3 separate regions of the Sus scrofa genome follow, and regions 1 and 3 are each linked to region 2. The links are chromatin contacts, called in public HiChIP or PLAC-seq maps. All regions are on one chromosome and are shown on one strand. Each heading gives the region's core, a stretch centred on a gene start, on an enhancer-like site or on the middle of the called end of the contact. The rest is flanking DNA. Distances are from core to core; before and after follow the strand shown. Region 1 has its middle 51 kb from the start of MIR7136. Region 2 overlaps HIVEP1 (zinc finger protein 40). Region 3 has its middle 77 kb from the start of ADTRP.

Region 1 (4,437 bases), core at 115-2,614, 350 kb after region 2:
CTTAAGAAGCCCATGCCAAGCCCATACCAATTTTAACTAGCTGACGTAATTAACGCAAATTATGTTTCAGGGAAATCCACCCCCTTATAAATCAACCATGTTTTAAAATCTCCACATGCATAAGCCATGTGGATGAATAACAAGGAAAAAAAATAATTTTCCTGGAAATGTGTAGGTTGATTAGCAGAGGCAAGCTCTGTGTGCCTCATACTTTAGAGCAACATTCATAGTAAAGGCATCGTTTAGTGTGCTGGCCTTAGGTAGTTTGGTCCTAAGTATCAGTCAGTACAGAAAAACAACAAGACTTAGCAGATTGCTAGTGTTTCATGCACTGGACAGCTTATCACTGGACTTTATCAATCCTTAAGAGAGAACAGCCCCCAGAAACAGCCCGGCAAGAGCCTGAAGTCTCTGAAAAATCTTTTGATTCAAGCCTTTCTTTTTACAGACAAATAAAGGGAGGTCCTAGTGTAGGTGACTTTTCCACGGACCCTTAGCAAGTGAGAGAAGAGCCAGAGATAGACGTGAGGTCTCCTAATTCCAGGCTTTCACTTCTCCCTCCCCCTCAGGCTTGTTATAACTAATGTCTTCCTGTAGGGTGGTGCAAAATACAGAGATGATGGGAGAAGTGGCAAAAGCTACTCGAGTGTATATAATATACGTCACTTAGACTGGATGTCTTTCTCCTTTAAAGAAATAAATAAAGCTCTTAATGTGAAATAAAGGGGGAAGGGAGAAAGCCCTGTCTCAGCTAGGCGGAGGGCGTGCAGCAGAGCAAACGCTGCCCCCCTGTTGTTAAGCATCCACTGTGTGCCCAGATACTTTCACACCTTTTCTTCCAGTACCATGGATATTCTTCAAATAACATGATATGTCCATTTCGTAGTCAACTAATGCTTAGACGGCTAAATTACCCACCACTGTGTGGTCATAAAAGGCAGAACCAGCAGATGAAACCAGGGCTCCTAACCCCAAACCTCATCCTTGTTCAATTCACGAGGCTGCCTTCTCTTAGCAGAACCATAGCTGCAGCCATTCTTATGTGAGACCTGGATAGGAAACCGGGCAGAGGCACAAAACATCCACCTAAGTATGGATGTTCTCCTCCAGGAACCTAAGTAGGTGCTGTTTCCAGTCAGCCAAATTAATACAAAGAGCTACCCCAGGCAGTGTAACCTTGGTAGCTGTTGAGCTCAGCATTTGCCTTTAAATGAGAATTATTGACTCAGGGTGAAACCTTCAGTTCAAGCATGAGTCATGCAGCCTCGCAGACCTCGGTTTGTTTTTAGCCGAGTGCTGGGGGTGTGTGTTCACCAGCAAAGCATGTCGCAGAGGATGTAGACACACACATACACTCATCTGCCTATTACAGCTGCCCCAGGCATCTCTCTCCTGACAGAACAGGGACTGTTTCTGACCCCTACACATCCTTAAGGAATGCGATCTTTGCAGAGATCACGGGCAGGAAATGACCTTGAGGAAAGTCGCTTGATGTCATTCCTTGAATATTCGTCTGTCAGCTCCCAAAACAGGAATGAGGTAGTGAGTGTCTGCTTCAGCTGTACAAACAGGGGCCACCAAAGGATTGCAGGAAAGAAAAGAGCTGGTAATCATTGTAATTTATATGTGGACCAAATATGGAAGCACCAGTAGGAGGCTACTTGGTATTGTGATTCAGATGAACTCAAGCTTAGACCCTGCAGCTGACATTTGTAGGACATTGAACAACATACATAATGTCTCAGTTTTCCCATCTGCTTGGTGGGCCTCAGAGCATAATACAAGTAGTCAGTCCCTGATAAATGCTGCTTCTCATTCTTTATCTCTCCAACCCCCATGATGTGGTCAGAAGTCTCTGGTGCCCACCCGACCCAAGCATTGAGGTCACACTGATGCTAAAACAGAGCAAATCAGCAAGCTTGATGTTTAATACAAAAGTACTTACATCAGATTCTCGAAAGGGTTCATTTTCCCCAAAATGTTTAAGAATCACTACTATAACTTCTTCCTCGCAATACCCAGAACTCTTCCCTTTTCTCCTTGGCAACTGTCATCACTTCAGTCCGTGGCCTCATCACCTCTCCCCAAATACTGCAGCACGTCCTCCCTGCCCCCATGCCTTCAGTCTGCCCCCGCCCCTACCCCCATTCCCCGCACTGCTGCCAGAGCGACTCTGACATGTCAGTGGAAGGCATTGGGTGTTATTGGTTATCTCCCAGCAGCATTCCCCTGCCTGCTTTCAAACAAAGCCTGGATTTTATTCAGGTATGTAACTCCCTTTCCACCCCATGTGGATGAACACTGCCCCTGCCTCCGTCTCCTTAAGTGAGCCTGATTGGTCTGAGTCAACCTGTTGGCCGTACCAGTGACTAGTTTAGTATTGGTCCACATCTCAACCATGTGTGAGGAAAGGGTTTTGGCTATTTCTTGAAATGTTCCCCATCATTCTTATCTACAGGCCACAAAGCATGCATTACTCAGTCCCTGTACGGTCCCTCTGCCTCGTTCATTGACATGTGTCGGTGCCCCACTTGAGACTGTAAGCTCATGGAATACACCTTTTCAACCCATTCCCAATACAATAGGGCGTATGGTAGGCTCTAGGAGATAAAGAGACAAAGATCCTAGCTCACAATTAAAAATACGTATATGTCCACTTGGTGGTCATGTTTGGCTACAGATTCTCATGTTGTAGTTGTTTTCCTAGAACATGATGCCAGGCCAGAATCCATCCTTCTTTTCTAATTAGGAAATGGTTCCTAAGTGATTATATGGCCACAACAAATCAAGGTTTTAGGACGCCAAAGACAGACAGACTTTCAACACCCTGTGTTCTCAGCAGAGACAATATCATGTACGGGCTGAGTCATCAAAATCAACAAGACAGGTAGTCGAAAGGATCCTGGTAACACCTGTGGGAGAATAAAGTAGATGTAAGATAAAAGGTCCACTCACCAAAATCATTAAATTAAAAATCCTGCCTATCCTTATACTGTCCAGAGGACAAATGAGCAGCATTGTATACAGACCATTTGCAATTAAGAGCAGTAATTTAGCTTCTGTTCCTGTAATTACAACTTCTCCTGTGTGGACAGACAGATCCCTCATTGTGTCTGGAACAATTGCTGCATTCCAAACACAAAGCAAGCCAAAGTAGCATACCCCAGGGCCGGCTCTTTCAACAGTCTATCGTTCAACAGCTCCAGCTCGAGGACCCGGTTTCCTGCCATTGTTAGCACGTTGAGCCTGGAATTCCGTCCAAATGGATTTGACCCCTTTACTAAACAGCAGTGCATATTTCCCTGATTAGTATATTCCTGTGTTTAGACGGGAAGTGGCAGGATTGGGGGAGGTGAAGGGAGAAAGACAAGAAAAATAACAAGAAAAAAAAATCTTGCTATTTATGCCATAATGATAACAACCTGGAACTCTGGCTTCATCCGCAAGTGTAATAAAAATGCTCACCCGTACATAAATACACATACATCTTTCAAAAATCCTGTGTTACATGTGTGCAATAAAGTAACCGGACTGGGGATGAGCAAGCACACCTGGCTTCCTTATGAAGTAAATAGTGATTGCTCTGGAGGCTATGTTTATTCTAAACAGGAGAATGCAGAAAAGTATAAACTATAATCTCTAGTGTTTGCCCTTATCTACATGAGTTCTCTTCCTTAAAGATATTATTTTGTTTCATGATAACACTGATTAAGGGCCTTTGGTGTTAGGCACCTGGAGGGATTCCTAGTTGTACAAGACTGCAAGGGCCTTTCTCCACAGAATGCCTTCAAGTGTCACAGCCTACTTTTTTGCTGTTTTCTCTAAAGTTGAAGCAGCTGTCTATACATTTTATTGCCCTTTATATCTACCTCATATAGATCAATACACTATATGCTCTTTAGCAAATATTTAATTACCACATGTGTAATAAGATCTATTAGCAAATGAGCCAAAGACAGAGAAAATATAATCCACCATTTAAAAGCCTATGAAGTTATCTAATTTTTAAACTTAGGTGCCTTAAAAGACACCACCATCAAAAGAGTAAAAAGACAACCCACAGAGTGGAAGAAAAGTTTTGCAATCATGTATCTGAGAAGGAACTTGTATCTAGAATATATAGGGAGCTGTTAAAACTCAAATAAAATAACTCAATTAAAAGTGGGAAAGAATGTGAACAGACATTTCTCCAAATAAGGTATACAAACAGCCAACAGACACATTAAAGATGCTTAATATTGTTAGCCATCAGAGAGACACAAATCAAAACCACAGTGAGATACCACTACACATCCGCTAAGATGACTGTAATAAAAAAAGAGAGATAATAACAAGTGTCCGTAAGAATGCAGAGACCTGGGAAGCCTCAGACACTGCTAATGCGATTGCAAAGTGGTGCCGATACTTCAGAAAACAATCTAGCAGTTCCTCAAACAT
Region 2 (4,153 bases), core at 267-2,766:
TTTTATTTTTCAAATACCTTGAGAATATACTCGACAGCTTTCACCGTCACTGATTAAACTCAAAGACCAATCTGAGCCAGGGCCACAGACCTGTCTGGACTCACACACAGACTCTGCTACACACACACACACACACACACACACACACACACACACACACACACACACACACACACACACACACACCACACACACTTGACTGAACTGAAAATAATAACATCCCCATCCATGAGGTGTCAGTAGTTCTTCATGTATCTGGTACCAAGGGCTTGATTCACAGAAATGGTATTTTTCCTAAATTTCACACGTGTCCAACTCCCGCCTTTACTGGAATTGTTTTTCCAGGATATTTTCATTGAGATCCTGCACTTTTAGGGCTTTTCCAGCGACACGTCAGGTCAGATGCCCACACGCAGCCGGGCCCAACTGTCAAGTGGAGCAACCGCATCAAGTGTCCAGGCTGCTCCCCTTAACCACACCTCTTACCACTGAATTCCCCTTTCCTCCTTTGCAGGCTCCCACAATGAAAGAAAATCGGGAAAAAAAAGAGAGGAAAAAATCTGTATACGTAGGTTTTCTATACTAAATGGGACCTGGAGAATTAGTTCAAAATAAAACAGGAAGTAAAGAGGATTTCTTAAGGCTTGGGGGGTAGCTTCCCACTGAACCAGAAAGCACTGTCCACCTTCCCAGAGGCCCCTGACAGCTCCAGGGGCCCATGGCCTGACCACTTTGCACCTGTTACTACTGGGGCCTAGTCTGCCTGTCCCTCTTGAACCACAGGGTCGTGGGGGCTGCATTCGGTCCAGAGCCCTCAGGGGGCATGGCACTTTGCATGCTTATTCATCAAATGTTCCCTGAGCACATGGGACAAAATAGCCAATCTACACAGAACAGAAAGTCCAAACCTTTACTTCATCTAATAAAATTCTCCTACAATTTTTATCGTGGTTACTGCTGTCAAAAATATGATATTTAAAGCCTGAAGGGAAAAAAATAATCATTTTTATAAACCCATTAAAGGCCTGTCTCAAGAGACATATTTGTATTAGTGTTTAAGAGAAGCCACATGAGAAGTTCCCGCTGTAGTGCAGTGGGTTAAGAACCCGACTGTAGCAGCTCAGGTCACTTTGGAAGTGCGAGCTCGATCCCGGGCCTGGCGCAGTGGGTTAAAGGATCTGGCATTGCTGCAGCTGGGGCACAGGTCACAGCTGTGACTCACATTCAATCCCTGGCCTGAGAAATTGCATATGCTATGGGTGTGGCCATAAAATTAAAAAAAAAAAAAAAATAGAAGCTACATGAAAATATAACTCTGTCTTTTACTCCTGCAACAAAGGCAGGTGCTAAAGGACCATGTAATATTTACAAAATCCATTATTTAACTACAGAACTTGGCCGTATCACGTATGCACAGGTATGCAGGTTGTTAAACCGGACCTCGCCCCAGTCAGCAGAGGGCTGTATTTGTACATGCGAGGGGCCTGCCTGCAAAGTGTCCGCCTGGTCCTGTCCACGCTGAGGCCAGTGACCTCCTGATCTCACATCACAATAAAGGAGCTCTGAAGCCTGACTTCCTCTCTTTCTACATTCTGCAATGTCACTAATTCAAAATTTATAGCTCTCCGAGTACTTTAAGAGTTACTCTTGACAAAAACATTATCCACAACAAACACATTCTTTGGAAGAAAATTACAGGATTCTAAGAAGAGGCAGTGTCTAGAAATTTAATTTTTAATAAACTTAATAAAAAGCATTACAAACTATTCTAGGCGTAAGGCACCCTGCCAGAGTTAAGTAAATTGTTAAGAGAAATTGTTAACTCTTCATTTCTATGAAATCGTATGGAAGTATGGCTGCTTACATTAAGAGCACGTGGCTATGCCAGAGTCCAATCTCATCCTCTCTGAACCAAAGATGACACTAAAACCCGATGTACCCCGAGTCACCGCTTCCTCCTTATTAATGACAATATTGTAGAACGGAGCCTCTGAGGTTGACCAGCGTGAGCTCTGGTCCAGTAAGATCCGAGAAGATGTCTCCGTAAAAGCCTCTGATAATCTCTACCAGAGACTTTGTCTGCCCTTTCCAACTGCGTCCTGAGAATGACCAGATAACAATCCACTGTCTTTATACTTTAAAGACCTCCCAACAAAATAGTCTTACATATATATATATATATATGTATATATATAAGCTCATTCACTACTAAGTGGCTGTAAAAAGTTTCATGGTAACTTACAAACATGTAAAATTTAGATTTTAGGAAAGAAATTGCTATGAAACACCAGGAACATCTGGATATCTGATAAGAGAAGTTAATCAAAATGCACTCTGAAAAAAATACACTGTATGCCTTGATGACCATATAAATACCAAAATTATCCAATAAAAGGAGAAAAAAACTAAATAAAGCAAGAAGCAGATACTCTGACTTAAAAAAAAAAAAAACTTACCAAAACTACATCCCCGACCCCAAACCTGCTGGGTGTGTACACTAACATTTACTGAACACCTACTATGTATCAGGTCTTCCATCCATGTTATCTTTAATCTTCACAATAACTCATCAGGTAGCTGTTATTATCCACATTTTAAGGTGAGCAAGCAAAGGCTCAGAGGGATTAAATAACACTCTGTAAATCACAGACCTAGTAAGTCGCAGAATCAGGGTTCAACCCCAATTCCACAGCCCCAAACTTGCAAGCCCTTGCTTTTCCTTTTTTTCCAACTAAACTACACTTTCAGTGATAGAAGCTTTGATGTACTTATCAGTAGGCTAGTATTTCTATGAGTAGTACGGATTTAAAATATCAATAATAGGAGTTCCCACAGTGGTGCAGCGGAAACGAATTTGACTATGAACCATGAGGTTTCAGATTTGATCCCTGGCCTTGCTCAGTGGGTTAAGGATCTGGTGTTGCCATGAGCTGTGGTGGAGGTCGCAGACACAGCTTGGATCTGGTGTGGCTGTGGCTCTGGCGTAGGCTGGCAGCTACAGCTCCAATTGGACCCTTAGCCTGGGAACCTTCATATGTCACAGGTGTGGCCCTAAAAAGACAATGAAATAAAATAAAAATAAAATAAAATAAAATATCAATAACAGCTACAATGGTATCCTAAAACCAAAATCATCTCACCTTTCCTATCTTTCATTTTTATTTTTTAATTTTTTTTTAACAGCTGAACCTGCAACATATGGAAGTTCCTAGACTAGAAGCTGAACTGGAGCTGCAGCTGTAGACTACACAAAGCCATAGCAGTGCCAGATCCTTGCATGCATCTGTGACCTACACTGTAGCCTCTGGCAATGCCAGATCCTTAACTCACTGAGCAAGATGAGGATGGAACCCACATCCTCATGGACACTATGTTGGGTTCTTTACCCACTCAGCCACAATGGGAACTCCTCACTTTTCCTTAGTATGTATGTATGTATGTATGTATGTATGCATGTCTTTTTAGGACTGCACTCTTCGCATAGGGAGGTTCCCTGGCTAGGGGTCAAATCGGAGCTGTAGCTGCTGGTCTATACCACAGACACAGCAACATGGGATCCAAACTATGTCTGTGACCTACACCACAGCTCAAGGCAACACCAGATCCTTAACCCACTGAGCGAGGCCAGGGATTGAACCCCGGTCCTCATGGATACTAGTCGGGCTTAATAACCACTGAGCCATGACAGGAACTCCCACTTTTCCGTATCTTTTAAAAAGCAACTCGATTTTCAGCCAACTCACTGGGTATCTATGAGCAGTCGAGCAGAAGCTTTCCAAAATGCATTGTGCAACCTGATGTACACAAGGCCCAGGGTCGTGCCTGCCACAGGGGGACACTCACAACACTTCCAGAGGAAATGCAGCAATCACAAAATGAGACATCAATAAATCCTCTCCCTCAACACAACTTTTAAAGCGAGACAAAACTGCAAACAAACAAACGAAAAATGCTTCAGCACTCTGGAGGTCAGTGAAAGCCATACACAGAAATGTGTCTTCATGAAAAGCACCAAACTTCATTTAAGACCAGCACGGCACATGCCCACAGCCTTTCCGCTCTGGGCTATTCAGGTCCCCTCACCCTCAGCTCCATCAGTTTAACTGAGGGGGCTCAGCTGAGAAAGCCAACAGCTTCACTGCCACTGCCAGGC
Region 3 (4,453 bases), core at 1,192-3,691, 300 kb after region 2:
TTAACCACAGCGCCACGATGGGAACTCCAAGAGTGATCTTTTGACTTGCATTTATTCCTGTTCAATTATCAATGAAGTATGTTCAATGATTTAAAAGCAAGTTTTAATATGGGAAGAGGTATGCTTGGAAGAATAAAAATGATATTGTGAGAAAAGGAATGGTACAGAAAGGGTCAGCTGCAGACTAAGAGGGCAAATCTTACTAAGTTCACAATGGTTTACCTTGTGGCTACCAAGAAATGACTGGGTGTGTGTGTCTTGACTCTCACCCTCTCTAAGAGAGCCAATCTATGGTTAGAGGACCCAAAATAGAGTAGATGATGACCTCGGCCACTGATGGGTCAGCAAAATTCTGCATACCTTTGACGGAGTGGAAAGAGGAGGCACAGCTGCAACATGCCACACTTTACAATTCAAGTCTTGACCAACTGGCTGGCACTACAGGAATTTAAACTTGCTTTACGGCTGAGGAGAGAAGTTAGTGTTCGTTTGTCACCATTCTTAAGAGAGGAGACAGCAAAGAGAAAAAATGGATTCCACCGGCTCCTAAAGAACTTCAGCAGGACTGAACTTCCCCCAAATTACTTTTCACCCAAACATCTCATCAACCAATCCCAAAGACCCTGAAGTGTTGACTAGAGACTGACACTTTTTGAGGGCAGACTGTGTGGTTTTTTGAGGGCAAGGGTGCATCTTATTCACCACTGTATCCTCCACACATGGCAAGTGCATGATGTACAGTGGACCTTAAATACACGAGCCTCAGACAGATTTAGGTAACATCCTTAATGTCTCATGATGGTATCAGAATTCAAAGTCAGATTAATCCAACCCAAATGCACCAACACTCCATCAGCGGTTTTTATTATTTCCTGATTGATGCCTTTGGAATTTATTTTACATCATGGCCTAGTAAACATATATACACACATACAGACACAGCACACACACACACACACACTTTGGTTTTTTGTTTTTTGGGTTTTTTTTGCTTTTCTAGGGCTGCACCAGCGGCATATGGAGGCTCCCAGGCTAGGGGTCTAATTGGAGCTACAGCTGCTGACCTACACCACAGCTACAGCAATGCAGGATCCAAGCCAAGTCTGCAACCTATACCACAGCTCACGGCCACGCCAGATCCGTAACCCACTGAGTGAGGCCAGGGATCAAGCCCGCAACCTCATGATTCCTAGGCGGATTTGTTTCCACTGTGCCACGATGGGAACTCCATACTTCTAACATGTGTGATAGACTACTTTATTTTCTATCCTATTATTTGAAAGATATTGTGACCATCAAATTGATTTCTCAATCCAACCTCAGGGCAACAATCTATAAGCTGCACAACACTGCATCCTACTGTACTGTAGGATTCATTCATTCACTGAATAAGTAAAGTGCCTACCATGTGTATGGCCCTGGCCACATGCATGCCATGGCCTGAGGACAGGGATGATGGCCATCCCTCAGGCCGCTTGCATCTTTTTATCTTTCATTCTGTTAGCAACTGCTGTGCTCAGACTCGGCTCCTCTGAGGTGTGACAGGAAGAAGAGAAAAAATGCTTCCACTACAAGAGCTTATAAGACCTTCTGCTGAGGCTTAAGCCTGGCCTGAGCCAATATATTTGGTTACACTTTTGGGATTTGTTTTCACTCAACACTTAATTTTATTAAGATTCAAATTATGAAGTTAGATGATGTAGAGTTGGGAAAACAAATACTATATGACTTCTACCTTGCCAGGAATCTGGTACAGGAGTCTGAAAACTCTCAATCTAGGCATGTTTTATTTCATTGAAAATTTTTCTAACTAAATTCTAAAATGCACTCATGTTGATATTTTATGTACATGCATTAATTCAACTTTACCAGTTTTTAAAATCATGGGGTTCAATAAAATTCTACTGTAAAATAAATTGCATTGGCACTGCCTGTATTTTCCTCTGCTAGACTTCCTGCCATCATGACCTTTTAGTGCCCTCACATCACCAAACTAAGAAGAAGAAACCAAGAGATCTGTCTGCAACCAATTCAGTCATAGTCCCCCTGCTCAGCAATGTAGATTTCTAAGTAAGCCCCACATCAAGGGAAAGAAAAGACCTGTTGCAGACTATCCTTCTAGCTTAAAGATGAACCTCTTTCCGCCCCACCTGGGAGCCATCTTAGACCCTAGGCATGGAATACAGGGGTTGCTTATACGACTGGATCAACAATGAAAAGGGAGATTTTGCTGTACATTGTAGTGGATTTAATGAAAATGTCATGTGCACATGAATCTTGGTTCTATGGCTGCTCATTGGGACAGACTGAAAGAAAGCGCAACTTCAGGGGCGGGTGTCCAAGAATGGGAGCCAGCAAAGCTCTCAGCTATTTATGTGTGCATGTGTTTATGTGTGTCACATGGCACTGTACTTGTGCGCTTGAGATCAAAGGGCAGCCAGCCCTTTTTCTCTGGTTGGTGGGTGGAGCTGCTCAGGGCAGGCAGCTCTTTGATTGTGACTTATCACCTTACTGACTCTCATCCTGTCCCTTTCTACATGCCACACTTGTCATTTCACTTTATCTCTCACACAGTCACCCTTGAAAGACCCTCCAAGTACCAGAGGCCTTGGCTCCTAACACAGATCATCATCAGATGAGGCTATTTATCCACTATCTAAATAATCCTAATTAACACTTAGCTAAAACTTTACCATTTCTAAATTTAATTATACTTACAATATAAATTCACTTATGATGCAATAACCCAGAACTACTATATTACTATCTGAATTGGTTTCCTGGGGCTACCATAACAAAAGACCACAAACTAGGTGGATTAAAAACAACAGAAGTTTATCCTCTGACAGTTCTGGAGGCTAGTGGTCTGAAAGCAAGGTGTCAGCATCCTTTGAAGCCTGTAGGGAAGAACCCCTCCTTCTGAGGGTTTTGGGTAATCCTTACCCGATCCCTCCAGTCTCTGCTTCCATCTTCATACGGATTCTGGTTTGCATGTCCCTATATTCCCCTCTCCCTTCTCACATCAAGACACCAGTCATTGGTTTTAGGGCCCACTCTAAGTTCAGGATGATTCCATTTTGATATCCTTAACTAATCACATTTGCAAAGACCCTATTTTCTAATAAGGTCACACTGGGGTGGCAAGTGGACAGTAATATTGGCAGGATGCTATTCAACCCAATACATTATCCCCATTTTACAAATGAGGGGACTGAGGGTCACAGGCCACTGGATATAAAATTGTGGCTTTTAATTCCTCTCTTGTCTGTCTTAAGTCAAGCAGTTACCGATAGTTCATACCGTCTATTGAGCTTCCAGCAAAGATGGCCATTTGCTATCCATTATCTCTAGCTCTTCCCTGTCTGAAAGGCAGACATTATCATCCCAATGTTAAGGATAAAGAACAGGCTTAGTGAGGTTGATGACTCTGCCCAAGGAAAAACTACCCCAGAAAAATGGAGCCCCAGCCCAGTCTGGTCAGCTCAGATACTCCCTTTTCTTTACACCATGTAACTTCTACCAATTTGTTTCTGTCCCCTGTATGATGTCTCCTCAAGGTCAAAATGTTAAACAATTTCATTTTAAAACCTTTGATACAATGTGAGAAAGTGTGGGGCCCCAAGGAACTCACATTGTTGTGGAAAACCCACTTTCTAGAGTCCTAGCAATTCCAGTGGCCACAGAAGTGGGTTAAATGAACACTGGAGGTAAGCAAGGAGCCTCATGTTGGGGAGATGGGGAAGGAAATACAGCTGATCCTTGAACAGGGCTTAGGGGCACCCATCCTCCACACAGTAGAAAATCTGTGTACCATTTATAGTCAGCCCTCCATATCCAAGGTTCTTCTGTGCTCACATCCACAGATGCAACCAATAGCAGATCATGTAGTACTGTCGTACTTACTACAAAAGAATCCATGCAGTTCAGATCTGTGTTGCTCAAGGGTCCACCATAGTATAAAGAGCTGCTGGAGCTGAACACAGCAGAGCTATTCAGCCTTGCCTGCACATTTAGAGTCACCTGGGGAGCTTATGAAAATGTTTATGCCCAATCCCTCCTCAAGAGAGACTGAATTGTTCCAGGCTATGGATGAGGCATTAGGAGTTTTAAAAGCACTTCTAGGTCATTCCAATATGCTGCCAAAGTTGGAGCACTGATATATGGGAATTCTGCTTGAATATTATGTGGAAATGGCAGCAGCAGTTCTGATTGAATATAATACATTTAGCTTGTTTAAAACAGCACCTGGGACAGCCACCGCCTTCCATCCTAGCTGCCTTCTGGAACACTACCATCCTAGCACTCAGCAGATCTAGGGGCATAATTGACTGTCTGCTCCCTTCACACTCAGTGTTGGAGGTGACATGGAGGCAGAGTGTGGGCCAGGCTCTGAGGATGATTCTTGGTCCTCTCCAGAGCTTTCTGGTTGGGCTTTCTCCCATCTATCTAAGGA

The links. HiChIP or PLAC-seq counts read pairs in DNA pulled down with a chosen protein or histone mark.
Region 1: a contact with region 2 is called in an H3K27ac HiChIP or PLAC-seq map of skeletal muscle. The contact joins two enhancer-like sites. A contact is called at or near these places in 7 of 47 Hi-C or Micro-C datasets (adipocytes, embryonic fibroblasts, fetal liver and 4 more) and 2 of 2 datasets of contacts at active chromatin or transcription factors (alveolar macrophages and skeletal muscle).
Region 3: a contact with region 2 is called in an H3K27ac HiChIP or PLAC-seq map of skeletal muscle. The contact joins two enhancer-like sites. A contact is called at or near these places in 4 of 47 Hi-C or Micro-C datasets (alveolar macrophages, embryonic fibroblasts, fibroblasts and 1 more) and 2 of 2 datasets of contacts at active chromatin or transcription factors (alveolar macrophages and skeletal muscle).

Annotation. Positions count from the first base shown.
Region 1 is chr7:8,184,443-8,188,879 of Sscrofa11.1, reverse strand. No RefSeq gene overlaps it. Among named protein-coding and RNA genes, the nearest start is that of MIR7136, 51 kb to the right of the region's middle. Within about 2 kb of position 1,364, at least 36 of the 83 cell types and tissues checked have an H3K27ac peak or open chromatin away from gene starts, as enhancers often do. A contact at or near this core is called in skeletal muscle, where this site is marked.
Region 2 is chr7:8,538,769-8,542,921 of Sscrofa11.1, reverse strand. The region is part of intron 2 of HIVEP1 (zinc finger protein 40); the gene reads right to left. Among named protein-coding and RNA genes, the nearest start is that of HIVEP1, 25 kb to the right of the region's middle. Within about 2 kb of position 1,516, at least 11 of the 83 cell types and tissues checked have an H3K27ac peak or open chromatin away from gene starts, as enhancers often do. A contact at or near this core is called in liver and skeletal muscle, where this site is marked.
Region 3 is chr7:8,234,744-8,239,196 of Sscrofa11.1, reverse strand. No RefSeq gene overlaps it. Among named protein-coding and RNA genes, the nearest start is that of ADTRP, 77 kb to the left of the region's middle. Within about 2 kb of position 2,441, at least 11 of the 83 cell types and tissues checked have an H3K27ac peak or open chromatin away from gene starts, as enhancers often do. A contact at or near this core is called in liver and skeletal muscle, where this site is marked.